Linked DNA regions of Ovis aries: region 2 is linked to region 1. The links are chromatin contacts, called in public Hi-C maps. All regions are on one chromosome and are shown on one strand. Each heading gives the region's core, a stretch centred on a gene start, on an enhancer-like site or on the middle of the called end of the contact. The rest is flanking DNA. Distances are from core to core; before and after follow the strand shown. Region 1 overlaps LOC101118606 (cytochrome c oxidase assembly factor 1 homolog). Region 2 holds the start of STK17A (serine/threonine kinase 17a).

Region 1 (6,614 bases), core at 4,006-6,505:
GTAATATGTTACTGTCTGAAGTAGGCTCTGCTTTCTGTCTTTTCTTGTGTGTGTCTTTATAGGTGTTTTAAATGGGATTTAAAAATTCATGTCAAGTCACCTGGTGCCCTCTTAAGCTGTTTTTTTTTTTTCATCCTATATTTCATTATTTTTTAAAAAAATGTGAAGGAGCTTTCTAGGTGGCTCAGTGGTAAAGAATCTGCCTGCCAGTGCAGGAGACACAGGTTCAATCCCTGGGTCAAGAAGATCCCTTGGAGTAGGAAATGGCAACCCACTCCAGTATCCTTGCCTGGAAAACTCCATGGACAGAGGAGCCTGGCGGGCTGTAGTCCATGGTGTCACAGAAACAACTGAGCGACTGAGCACAGTCCTTTTTATTGGCACCAGGATCTCTTCCAGGTAGTAACTGTTTCCCTGGAATCACTACCAGGTACTTGGATCTCTTATCAACACTGGACAGCCTTTTATCAGCATTCCTAACTCACCTTAACCCGGGGGAAGGTTGCTTCCTGCCAGGTGCTTTCCTCATGATTATCCTGAGTTCAGAACAGAAAGTTTCTTCTAGAAGCACAAGACTCCAGAGCCAAAACTGGTTAGAAAGCTTAATTTTTAAAATGCTTACCTTCTTAGTCTTTTAATTCAGGGAAGGGGTTTAAACAACAGAAATTCATATTGTCAGAGTTCTGGAGGCTGGGAGGCCCAAGGCCAAGGTGTGGGTGGGCCTCCTCCTGAGGCCTCTCTCCTTGGCTTGCGGGTGCTCCCCTTGCTGCCTCTTCGCATGGTTTGCCCTGCACACCTGCATCCCTGGTGTCTCTTCCTCTTCTTATGAGGATATTAGTCATAATGGACTAGAGCTCCACCTTCCTGGTCTCATTTTAACATGATCACCTTTTTTTTTTTCCCTTTCTCATTTTTATTGAGGTGTAATTGACAAATAAAATTGTCAGATATTTATAATATACAACTGTGATGCTCTAATATACATAATGTAAATACTATAAGTGGATTCCCTCTAACAAATCCATCACTTAACTTTTATTTATTTTTGGTGAGAATATTGTCTTTTAATTTAAAAACATCTTTTAATCACATTTATTTGCATGCTGCTATATTTTTGGGTTTTTAGCCTCTTTTGTCTCCCTCATCTCAAATATGCTACATTTCATTCTTTTGAAGTTTGGCCCCAGTTTGTTTTTTGCTAGTCACACTTCTTTTCTTATATTTTAGTCTATTTTTGGTCTTTTTTGGTCTAGTCCTTCCTTGTTCTTTCACTTTATTTCTTACTGTCTTAATTTTTCATGTCTATTTTCTTTTTTTTTTTGGATCATGTCTATTTTCTTAAGTCGATGTCCTCCCCTCCTCTGCCCTCTCTTCCCCTCATGGTTTGATTTTCTAAAGGCTGGAAGGATGTGTAGTCCTCCAAGAGTGGCAGTATTGTAGGCAGTGTCATTCAGCAGATGGGAAGACCTGCCTCTCCTCCGTCCAGTATTTTCTGAGTCAGTGTTCTCTGTCTTGACCCCTGAAAATGATGACTTGGGGATATATTGACATGTGACCTTTAGAGTGGCTTTTGGACGGCACATGCCACCTGTGTGAGCATCTGATTATTCTGAAATCTATGATCTGTAATGTGTGTTTTGTCACTCAGTGGAAAGACCATGGCTTGCAGGGTCAGACAGATGGATGTTATAGGCCTTCTATGGAAGAGCTACATGACCCTAAGCTGTCCTCAAGGGATTCTGATGTGCAGAGGTTGAGACTGCAGCATGAGACTGCTTCCCTCCTTCCAGCTCAGGTGTTTTTCTGTGGCTCGAACCCTCAGGAGTTCTTCTGTCCACCCCGCTGGTGAGACTTCTGCAGACCTCCTTCATCTGCAGGGGCTTGAGGGGAGCAGCCAGGAGGTAGTCTCAAACCCTCTGCTGGCTCTCGCAGCTCTCTGGCAGATCGCCTTTTGATTCTAGAAAGGGGGTCAGTACTTTGAAACCACTGGGGCCCAAGTACTCTTTGTGCATCAGAGCAGAGCTATTAGGTTAGTTCTACCTTCCTGTGACTAACCATCCCTTAGTTTTCAAAATGAGTTGCAACCCTTTCCTCTCGGTTAATTGTAAAGCGAAAAAAAAAAAAATCGAGAAGATCCCCTGGAGAAGGAAATGGCAACCCACTCCAGTATTCCTGCCTAGAGAATCCCCATGGACAGAGAGGAGTGTGACGGGCTACAGTCCTGCAGTTGCAAAGAGTCAGACACAACTTGGTGACTAACCAATAAGAAGAGTAATTGAATTTGAGTTTCTTGGGAGATTTTCACTTCGTTAAAAAATCTTCAATTCTTATCAAACACTTAGATATAAAATGTCACCTTCTTGGAGGTAGCCTAAAGTCTGTCTCTAGTTTTACAGAGCTTTTTGGAATTTTTTTGTGACATTAAGGGCTGCCGAATACTTTATTCAAAAGTTAGCCAATGGGGCAGGGAAACTGAAGCTGGGTAAAAAGGAGCAGAGACTGAGCCCCCCTTTCTCCCATCCCAATCCCTTCTCCTTGCTTGGACACAGTCAGTGGCTCCCTGGAGACCAGGTGGATCATGACTGCCTTAGCGCTCCACGGAGTCAGAGTAGCCCAGTTGAGCTACCGACTAAGTCCTTACTATTTGGGTCACTTGTGAGATTCTATTTATGCTTTTTTTTTCTTGGACTGCGATTGTGGTTTTGATTATGATATTTTATAAAAAGATCTAGGGGTGCTGTTTGTAACACCACCCACTTGAGAGATTGCCTTTCTGAACACGTGTGGGAGGAATAGCAGGTATGGTATCAGGAGGGTGGTGTTCCTCCATGGACGCTCTGGACCTTGTAGCTACTTAGGCTCCCTTTTCTGCTGAGCAGATAGGATGCTCGGTGTCACGACTGTGGCCACCTTGAGGAAACGGCTAGTGCATGACAGTGTGTAGTTTGGGGTACTAACTTTACCCCAGCTTTTTCTTCTTAAAATTGTTTTCCATTTGTTTTCATTTCCTTATCCATCTGTTTACTTCTCTTCTGACATGAAATATCCTTGGTAGCCCCATCATTCTTTTTAGAAGTTGGTGTATAAATTAGCAAATATATAAGAACTGTCCTAAATATTTTAAGAAACTGTCCTTTTGATGGATTCTTACCACTCTGGTCTGAGCTGTAGGCTGGGCTGTTGCAGAAGTCACCTGTCTGGTCATGCCCTATCCCATCCCTCTCCTTCTTTCTGCAGCCCTTTCCTGCAGAGTCAACCCCAGCCACACAGGGTAGATGCCTCGCTGAGCAAATGCCTCCATTTCTAGACCCATTTCTCATGGTTCCCCTTCTGTACTTCTGCAGCTCTGCTTCTGCCACTCTGCCCTCCCTCTGCTTGTCATTTCTGTGAACCTGAAGCCCTCTTCCCACCCCTTCATCTCTCTCCGCTCTGTGTCGGTTTCCTCTGTGAAAGCAGGGCGGACCACTTCCTGGGTGCTACTTCCTCTCCTGCTGCATGTGTTGGGTCACAGTAACTGGGTTGCTCACCCACAGGGGCCTTTGTGCAAATTAGAACAAGGTACTGCATAGGACTTCCTACTACTGGAAACCTATCTGATAAATGTAGGAGTGCAGGCTGTTTACTCTGTGAGGGCGCCCTGAGTGTGTGGGGGTGGTGGGTAGAGGGGCGTGCCTGCCTGTGCAGTTGTGCTCCATGCCCCGTGTTGTAATTGGTGGGAACTGTCCACTTCCCCAGCACCATCAGTCTGGCCAGGGCAGGCCCTCAACACCTGTTTGCTAAGCTAAAGGAAGAACAAAAGTGTGAATTCACGCCATGCTGTTATCTGAAAAATAGCAGGGAAAGCACACTTGACAAGGCTTTTGCACTGAATGTGATGAATATGTTATAATGCTGAGATGTATTCCCCCCCCCCCCCCCCCCCCCACACACATCTCAGTATTTCTGAAATGACAGATACCTTAGTCAGTGGACTGTGGTAGGTGAAGACACAGCTCCTGGAGCTGGACTACTTGGGTCTGAATCCCAGGGCTACCACTCACACACTTATTTGTGAGATTCTGGGCATTTTACTTAATCTTTTTAACAATAGTTTGTTCCTCTACTTCCTGGGGTTGTAGTGAGAGTTCAATGGATTAATATATGTGCAGTGCTGGCTCAGACGGTAAAGCGTCTGTCTACAATGCGGGAGACCCGGATTCGATCCCTGGGTCGGGAAGATCCCCTGGAGAAGGAAATGGCAACCCACTCCAGTATTCTTGTCTGGAAAATTCCGTGGACAGAGGAGCCTGGTAGGCTACAGTCCATGGGGTCGCAAAGAGTCAGACAAGACTGAGTGACTTCACTTTCCTTTCACTTTAGAATATCACCAGGCAGATAGTAAATAGTAAGAGATATGAGTAGTAGCTGTTAGCAGCACCATTAAAGGCAACATAGACACTCACTATATTTCTGTTTCCTTTTAACCCCGAAAAGCTGTTTTAATCCATGGAGCACAGCTTACATGGATAAACATGCCCTGTCAGTAGCTGCGGACTGGCCGCGTTGTGTGTGCTGAGGTTGAACCCTCTCTTGCCCGCACCAGTTTCTGGTTTGCTGCCAGAGAGCATGCACAGTATGCTGACAGGAAACCAGCAGGCTTTGTTTTTTCTTCTTAATATAGCGAAAGAGAAAGAGGGGAAAACCAGATAAGGCTCATTTTAGAACTTAACTTCTCCAAAGCTTAGACTGGTAATAAGTCTTAGCTATGTAAAACTATCCACCAAAGAAAATTGTATTTGAGAAAGTGATTATATATCCATTAATTCATTCACTGCACTAAGCAGCTTGTCGGATTTTAGTTCCCTGACCAGAGATTGAACTCAGGTTCTTGGCAGTGAGAGCCCGGAGGCTTACCCACTGGACCACCAGGGAATTCCCTGAGAAAGTTATTCTAATGTAAAGTTTTTGTCTGATTGCAGGGCAACCTTCCTTAGATGGTTTTCAAGGAAACTGGGCTACGAAGTGGCAAAGGTAATGACTGTTCTGGGGCCTAGCTCCCCATCTGATGCCTCCTGGTGTCCTCAAGTTAGACAGTAGATGGATGTCTCTCCCCGGGTTCCCCGGGTCCTCACTGTTCACTTGTGGCTGGCTGCAAGACCACGTCAGGGGTGTGGTGGGACTTATCTGAATTGCTTTGGACTTTTCCTCCTGTCTTGGGCTTGCTTGAGAAACGACAGCTGTATAGGAAGCTGTGCATGACTCCTGCTCACCGCCACACCCTGTTGAGCTCTCCTTCACGTTAAGCAAGATCTGACTAATGCATTCTTTGGAGATGCTCTGCCTGTTTTCATCATGAGACTAAATGTTTTTTTTTTCCCGGATCACACTACTGTAATTGAGTTTACCCTCCACTTTGAGAAATATCCTTACCTACCAGAGAGCACAGCAGAGACTCCCACGGCACTGGAGGACACTGATTTGGAGTTTTGGTGCCCTTTCCTTAATTGAACAAAACAGTATATGAGTAAACAATATAGGGATGATCTGAAACTTCATCTTTTTTAATTCGATTTATCTAAACCCTGAGTTTGACATTTCTGTGTAGAACTGGTCAACTTCAGCACTGTCAGGGGGTGTGTTTAATGACCAGTTCCCAGAAAGAGTATCTACATGAGGAACTTTCTCCAATAGGCCTTCTTCTGAACCTTCAGGATTCATTTACCTTCAGGTTGCAGAAATGATAGGCAGGCAGCTGTTCTTACTCTCCATCCCCTGGAAGGTGGAGGAGCAGACGGTGGGAATGTGTTCACCTTGACTCAGGTTGGTTAGTGGAGACACTCGCTGATCTGAGTCCTGTGCAGTGGGTTTGGTGCACTGAACTTGCAGAGCTGGCTCCTCTCCATCTCTTCATTCAGCCTGAAAGTCATGGCCAGTTTCCTTATCCAGGGGGTGGGGTATTTCTCAAAATATGAAAGAAAGCAGCCAGTGACTGCTCTGGCCCGCTTGTAGTCTTACAAGACCAGCTATTGCCACAAGGGGAGAAGCTTCCTGTTTACCAGCTGGCGTGAGACAAAGTGGTTGTGCTTCCTGGCTGTGTGGGACTTGGCACGTGGGCCACATTCTGTCCATCAGGACCGCAGGGCTGAATGCCTGCTCTGTGCTCAGCCCTTGCCCCTGTGGCCCTGGTCCTGAATGCAGGCCACCCTCCGGAGGGCACTTTCACTTGGGCTCCAGAACTGGCCCCGGCCTTCTGAAAGGGAAGGCGGCCTTGCCTCCTTTTCTGGCTTCCTCCTTAGCTTTCCCTTCCCCATGGGGCCCAATCCAGGCAGAAACCTTGGCGCAAACCTGAATCTCACCATAAATTCACATCTTTTGTTCCCAAGTCTCTAGGAAGCAGGATGCCAATGCCTCTGGGGAAACAGATCTTTTTCGCTGGAGTGGCAGCTAGTGGGGGCGGCGCCATTGTGTACTACCTGGTCCAGAGTAAGTATCTGGTGAAGCGCCCACGGCAAGGCCGCCTCTTAGTTCTCTTGGCCCCTTCCTTCATCGAAGGAAATACTTCAGATGCTTTCAGTAGATTAGAGAAAGAAGGAAAGGGCTATTTTGAGCAGCTAGTACACCATTCCATTGGCTAT
Region 2 (6,088 bases), core at 1,355-3,854, 56 kb after region 1:
ACCAGGCTCCTCCATCCATGGAATTTTCTAGGCAAGAATACTGGAGTGGGTTGCCATTTTCTTCTCCAGGGGAATCTTCCCCACACAGAGATAGAAACCAGGTCTCCCTCACTGCGGATAAAGGCTTTACTGTCTGAGCTACCAGGGAATCCAGTAAGTAAAGAGCCAAGACTCAATCACAGACTGACTAACTGCTAAGTCCATGTTCTTAAACACTGTGTTACACTTCTCCGTGAAGAAAACGGAACCAAAAAGAAACAAATACATTCATTTTCTTTTTCAGTTTTGGGCTCTTATATCAAGTACCTATCTAACTGTATTCTGTGCTTCTGGAGTTTTTGCTTATGTAAAGAAATTCATATAAGATATGTAACAGATGTCATAACCTTCAAGCAAACGAACACAACTTTACAGACAAACTAATTTTATAATAGAGGTTAAAATGAAAGTTGATGTAACCTCCCTGGTTCCTGGAGGGATTGTCACAACACCTGGTAGGGAGCAAATCAATTGTTTTCGGATTAAATCATCTATTACGAGCCTACAAGACAGTGCTTGCCACCTGAAGACATTTTTCAGTTGTGTAATGTGTTTTCCCTTCTGTGGAATGAAGCCAGACAACCAAACAATGGGGAGTCCTAGTTTTCCTTCCTTGAGAAATCAGTTACTTCAGAATGTCTGGAATTTTCACCAATTAGAATACCTAGATGAGTCAGGAGCTGTCTTCTTTTGTCATAGAGTGCACAAAGATCCAGTTAATTAGTGCCTAGCAGAGGGAAGTAAAGCTTGGCCCTGGAAGACGTTTTTCCTTTTCCCATGTGGAATAAATAAGACACTTTTAAGGTCAGTTTCTTTGCCAAAAAACGATTTCTAAAGGTTACCGTAATATTCGTAAGGCGGCTTGTTTTTAACGTTGTAATCACTGTTATAAGACTTTTTTCCAAGACCCTCAAATGAAGACTGTTATAACTGTCAGGCCCATTCCCCATTACATGGTGAGATTTTGCCAACTTGATAGATGTCTGCAGCACCTGCTAACACTTATCAAATGCTGTGTGCCAGGACCAGTGGTTTGGCCTATACAGCCCCTGCACCTTCTCAACACCCCCATGAGGGAGGTACTGTCACTATATTGATATTATGGGTGGGAAACGTGAAGCTGGGGAGACTAAGTCACCGTCCAAAGGCACACAGAGCAAGCAGAGTGGGGATCTGAGCTCGGGTCTGACCCCAAAGCCAGTGCTTCTGACAATTTCTTCAAACTGTTCTCAGAGAAAAAGTCGGTCCCCAAACCTCTACTGTTCCCCCGTCGGTCAGCAATAAAAAAGAAAGAAAGAAAGGAAAATCCGCTTGCACGGAGATGCTGGTTCAATCCCTGGTCGGGAAGATCCCCTGCAGAAGGAAATGGCAATACCCCACTCCACTTTTCTTGCCTGGGAAATCTCATGGACAAGAGGAGCCTGGTGGGCTACAGTCCATGGGGTCACAAAAGAGTCGGACATGATTTACGACTAAACAACAAAACCTATCACACTGTGACCCCTCTTCAACGTACAAGACGTAAAGTATCCCAACAGCCTTCACCTTTTGCGATTTTAAAAACAGACCAAATTCTAAGCTCTCCCTACCCCTACAAAACAACAACGAGATGGGGAAGAAAAGGCAAGGGCTGTATCACTGCGTAGAAAGAGTCAGACAAGGAAGGGCCCAGAGTCCACAAGTGAAACCGATCTGAACTTAAAGCACACGGACCTAAATATTTCAGAACGCAAACAGCACAAACCCAAGAAATCGCAACTGAAGTCAGCAGAAAGCGGTTGACGGAAACTGGCCCAGGGCTGGTGCGCAAGAAGCTGTTACGCTCGGGGTTCTGCGCTCCTCTATCACAGCCACAGAGAGAGAAGCAGGAACCCACAAGTTCGCAGGCAAGACCAAAGCTGACTCCACACCTGTGCTGACTTCAGACTCGCTGCCGCGGGGAAAGATTTGCAGCGTGGTTCCCACGCCACCTCGTTAAGTTACCGTACAGGGGACCACAGAGGCTGAAACGCCCACAGCAAAAAGAGGAAGGGGTCTAGCTTCTGGCGGCAGCCTTTCTCATGGCCGCTACCACGGCTTTGGAGGAAGCCGCGCGTGGACTCGTGGCCGGGGGGCCCCGCCGCCCTAATCGCCGCCCGCACCCACGTCTGTACCCGGTCCCGACGCGCTATCTGCCCCCGCGCCGGCCGGCCTCCCGCACTTATCTGCGCGCGCCCGCCGGCCTCACCTGCCCAACTCCCGGCCCGGGGTCAGGGTGTAGGCGTCCTGAAAGGGCTCGGTGCGCACAGCGGTGCGGATCTCCGTCAGCAGCCCGCGGGCCTGGGTCGGGGGCGGCGGCCGGCGCGGCGTGCCCAGACCCCGGCCAGCCCGACCCGAGCCGGAGGCGGCGGCCGGGGAAGAGCCGCCGCTGCCCGGCTTCTCGAGAGGAATCATGGCGCTCGGGCGTGCTTTTCTTGCCTGCCACCCGGCTCGCTCGGAGCTCCCGGCGGGTAACGGCCCCGCCTCCAGCTGCCCCGAGCCGGCGCGAGGATGCCACCCGCTCTGCCCGGAGCTGCGCACAGACTGCGGCCGGCTGCCTCCAGGCCGCCTGGCTCCGCCCCACGTCCGGCCCCGCCTCTCCCCTGCCCCCCGGGGAGCTCCAGTGGGTTCCTGAGGGCCGCGTGCCTCGCGCGCGCCCTCTGCAGCTGAGGGGGAGAAGGTGCAGCCTGGCGGGGGGCCCGGCAGCCGGCCCCGACAATCTGCAGGCGACTCACAGCACCACCCTTCTGACTGGAGGACCCGCTGCGTCAGCCAGTTACGCACCTGCTAAGCATCTGAGTGTTGCAAATCTGAGCCCTACATTAATGAAAATGCGTAGGAGCTACCAGCCAGAGCTTCACGATCCCTTCCCTTGGGCGGGTCAGGAGAGGTGATGATCAGGGCTGATCAGGGCTGCTGTACAGCACGTGGAAGTTGCCTGGGGCATCTGGTACATTCCCACACTGAGAGGAGGACATGAAGGCAAGAGATGGATAAATATTTTTAAACCCGCATACCAGCCCTACAGTCTTCTCTATATTTAACTTTCAAGGTGCTCTCATCCGGTCTTGAGGTTTTAATTACATCCGTATGCTCACGACTACAAAATTTTTATCTCTAGTTTCCAACCATTCTCTGAACTTCACACTCATATATTGAAGTATACACTTGGCATCACCAGTTGGATAACAAATTAGCATTTCAAATTTAACCAGCAGAAGTCATCTCCTGATCATCCTTCATAAATTCAGTCCCACCAAGTTTCCCCACCTCAGTAAATGCTATTTCCATCCTTCCAGTGGTTCAAGCCAAAGACCTTGGGGTCAACATTGACTCCTCTCTTTCTCTCATACCCCTCATCCATTTTGTAAGAAATCCTCTTGGCTTTACCTTCAAAACATATCCAGAATCTGATCACTCCTCTCCATTTCCCCATGACCACAACTACCATTCTCTTTTGTCTGGATTATTGTGATAGCTCCCTAACTAGGCTATCTGCTACCATCCCTCTTCCTCCTCAATTCCACATCACTTATTTTTGAGGCCACCAGAGTGATCTTTTAAAAAATCTAAATTAGATCATGTCATTCCTCAGAGTTTTGCTTCTGGCAATGATGAGTTAGTCTATGTGTGATCAATACTCTCACTGAGAAAGTTGGCAAATTTTTCCAAATCAGATAGTCCTCTACTTGAAACATCAGAGAGTTTCAAAAGCAGCAAGAACTTGAATCACTGAGATCCAGACAAGAAGGGCATCCCAGAATGGCACCCCTTTCCCATGAAGCATTTGATAATTCCAAAGCAATGACTGAAAGGGTGAGAAAATAAGCAGGGCTTTTAGGTGTCTCATCAGGCTGGAGAGACAAAAAACTGGAGTTTAGGGATCTGCTAAGAAGAAGGAGCTGGTAGACACTCTAGACTTGTAGTTGGCACCCCAAAGTGCTACATCTTAGGAGTACTGGTAAAGGGAAATAGACAAGCTCTCTCAAGGACTGAAGAACAGCTTCAAAACGCAATAGAAAATCCCCTCTGGAGGAAAACACCATCATCCAAGGTCAACATTATCTCTACAATATTTCATACACAATGTCGGGCACTTAATTTAAAAGGGGGGCACACAAGAAGAATTATCTTAGAAACTGAGAGAAAAAGATAGAAAATAGAAAAAGTAATAAACAGGAAGAAGATGCAGATAATGAATTTTAAAGACATTTTAAATAATTGTGTTTAATATCTTCAAGAAATTAAATTATAAGATAGAGAATTTCAGCACAGAACTGAGAAATCCAAAGAATAAAATGGGCTTTTTAGAACTGGAGGAAAAACCCACAAACTAAAAGTACGACTGAATAGATGGGTTTAATAACAGATTCTATGAAGCTTAAGAAAGAGTTAGTGAACCTGATTAGGGATCTTAATAGATAAAAAAATTTGCAAAGTGAAACACGAGAGATAAGAGGAAATAATGTTCAGAAAAGAGACTAAAGCACATAAGGTACTATGTGTTAAAATGTTCTAACATACATATAACTGAAGTATCAGACGGAGAGGGAAGAGAAAAAAGAAGCAATATTTTAAAATATAGCGGCCAGGAATTCTTCAAACTTAATGAAGGACAACAACTCATAGAATCAAGAAACTTTATAAATATTAAGCAGGGTTTCAAGAAAAGAAAATCATACCTAAGCAGATCATAGTCAACTACTAAGAACTGAAGACAAAAATCTTGAAAAAATAGAGAAAGGAGATATATATATTATAGAAAGGAGATATATATTATCTATATATATAATATATATATAGGAGATATATATTATCTGCAAAAGAGCAACAGAAGATCAAGAGCTTATTCTCAAACAATGGAGAATAACTATCTTCAGATATCTTCAAAATGCTAAAAGAAATTAGCTGCCAATCTAGATTATATACTATCCAGTAAAAATGTTCTTCAAAATTGAAAGTAAAATACAGCCATTTTTATAACAAACACTAAGATCATCAGCTGACTTACATTAAAGGAAATTTGAAAAGGAGTTCTTTACGTAGCTGGAAAAGTAATCCCAGATAAAATTGTGAGAATGTCTGAAGGGATGCAGAAGAATAAAGGGATTAATATGTGGCTAGATATAAATAAATAGGAACTGTATATAACAATAAAAATGATGTCTTCTGAATTTAAATATTTATAGATATAGAATTAAAATATATACGATAATAGCACAAAAGAAGAAAGGGAGTAAATAGCACAAAAAAAGAGATGGAATGAAAACATGCTAAAGTTCTAGCATCGAGTGGGAATTCATAAAAGTACCTGGCTTTAATAAATCAAGAATTAATATTATAATCTCTAGATTAGCAATGAAAATAATAGAAAAAGAATGAATAACAAATTTATGGCGAGGAGGAAATGGGATAATAAAAAACTCAAAAGAAGTAAGAACAGAAAGCAAAGGGTCATAAAGTAAGAATAGACAAGTAGAAAACACATAGTAAGATGATATGTTTAAGCAAACTGAAGTTGTTTTTTTTAAAACTGCAGTTACTGCAAACTTGAATGGAATTTGATATACCCTAGATTAAAAGGCAAAGGTTGTAGACAGGATATAGTTGTTTGTACTTCAATAAGACACCTTAAATAGAAAGTTACAGAAAGGCTGAAATTAAAAGGATAGCAAGATTTATGCCATATAAATAGTAGCTAACAGAAAAATTGGTGTAGTTATGCATATATTAGACAAAGTAGATTTTTAAGGCAAGAGGCATTACTAGAGATAAAGAGCAACATTTCTTAATGACAAAAGGATCAATCTGTGAGTAAGTTATAAAAATTCTAAATTTGTATGGTCTTAAAAATATAGCATTGAAATATACAAAGCAAAATGACAGAACTAAAAGGAGAAATAAATATAATCAGAACCTGAGATTTTTAACACTCCTCTATGTGATTGGACAAGCACATAAAAAAGCAAAGAAACATTTTTAGCAGTTTGAACAACACAATGAACAAACAACATAATCTATGTAAATAAAA

Evidence for each region. Hi-C and Micro-C count contacts between places; a contact is called where the count stands out from the background.
Region 2: a contact with region 1 is called in a Hi-C map of liver, with 3 times the contacts expected there. The contact joins the promoter of STK17A here to the enhancer-like site in region 1. A contact is called at or near these places in 7 of 16 Hi-C or Micro-C datasets (blood, hypothalamus, liver and 1 more).

The regions. Positions count from the first base shown.
Region 1 is chr4:79,108,531-79,115,144 of ARS-UI_Ramb_v3.0, forward strand. LOC101118606 (cytochrome c oxidase assembly factor 1 homolog) reads left to right here. Exons shown (of 6, transcript XM_060414798.1): 2 at 4,959-5,010; 3 at 6,363-6,462. The coding sequence starts at 6,378. Among named protein-coding and RNA genes, the nearest start is that of STK17A, 58 kb to the right of the region's middle. Within about 2 kb of position 5,256, at least 40 of the 54 cell types and tissues checked have an H3K27ac peak or open chromatin away from gene starts, as enhancers often do. A contact at or near this core is called in hypothalamus and liver, where this site is marked.
Region 2 is chr4:79,167,406-79,173,493 of ARS-UI_Ramb_v3.0, forward strand. STK17A (serine/threonine kinase 17a) reads right to left here and starts at 2,605. Exons shown (of 7, transcript XM_027968745.2): 1 at 2,267-2,605. The coding sequence starts at 2,472.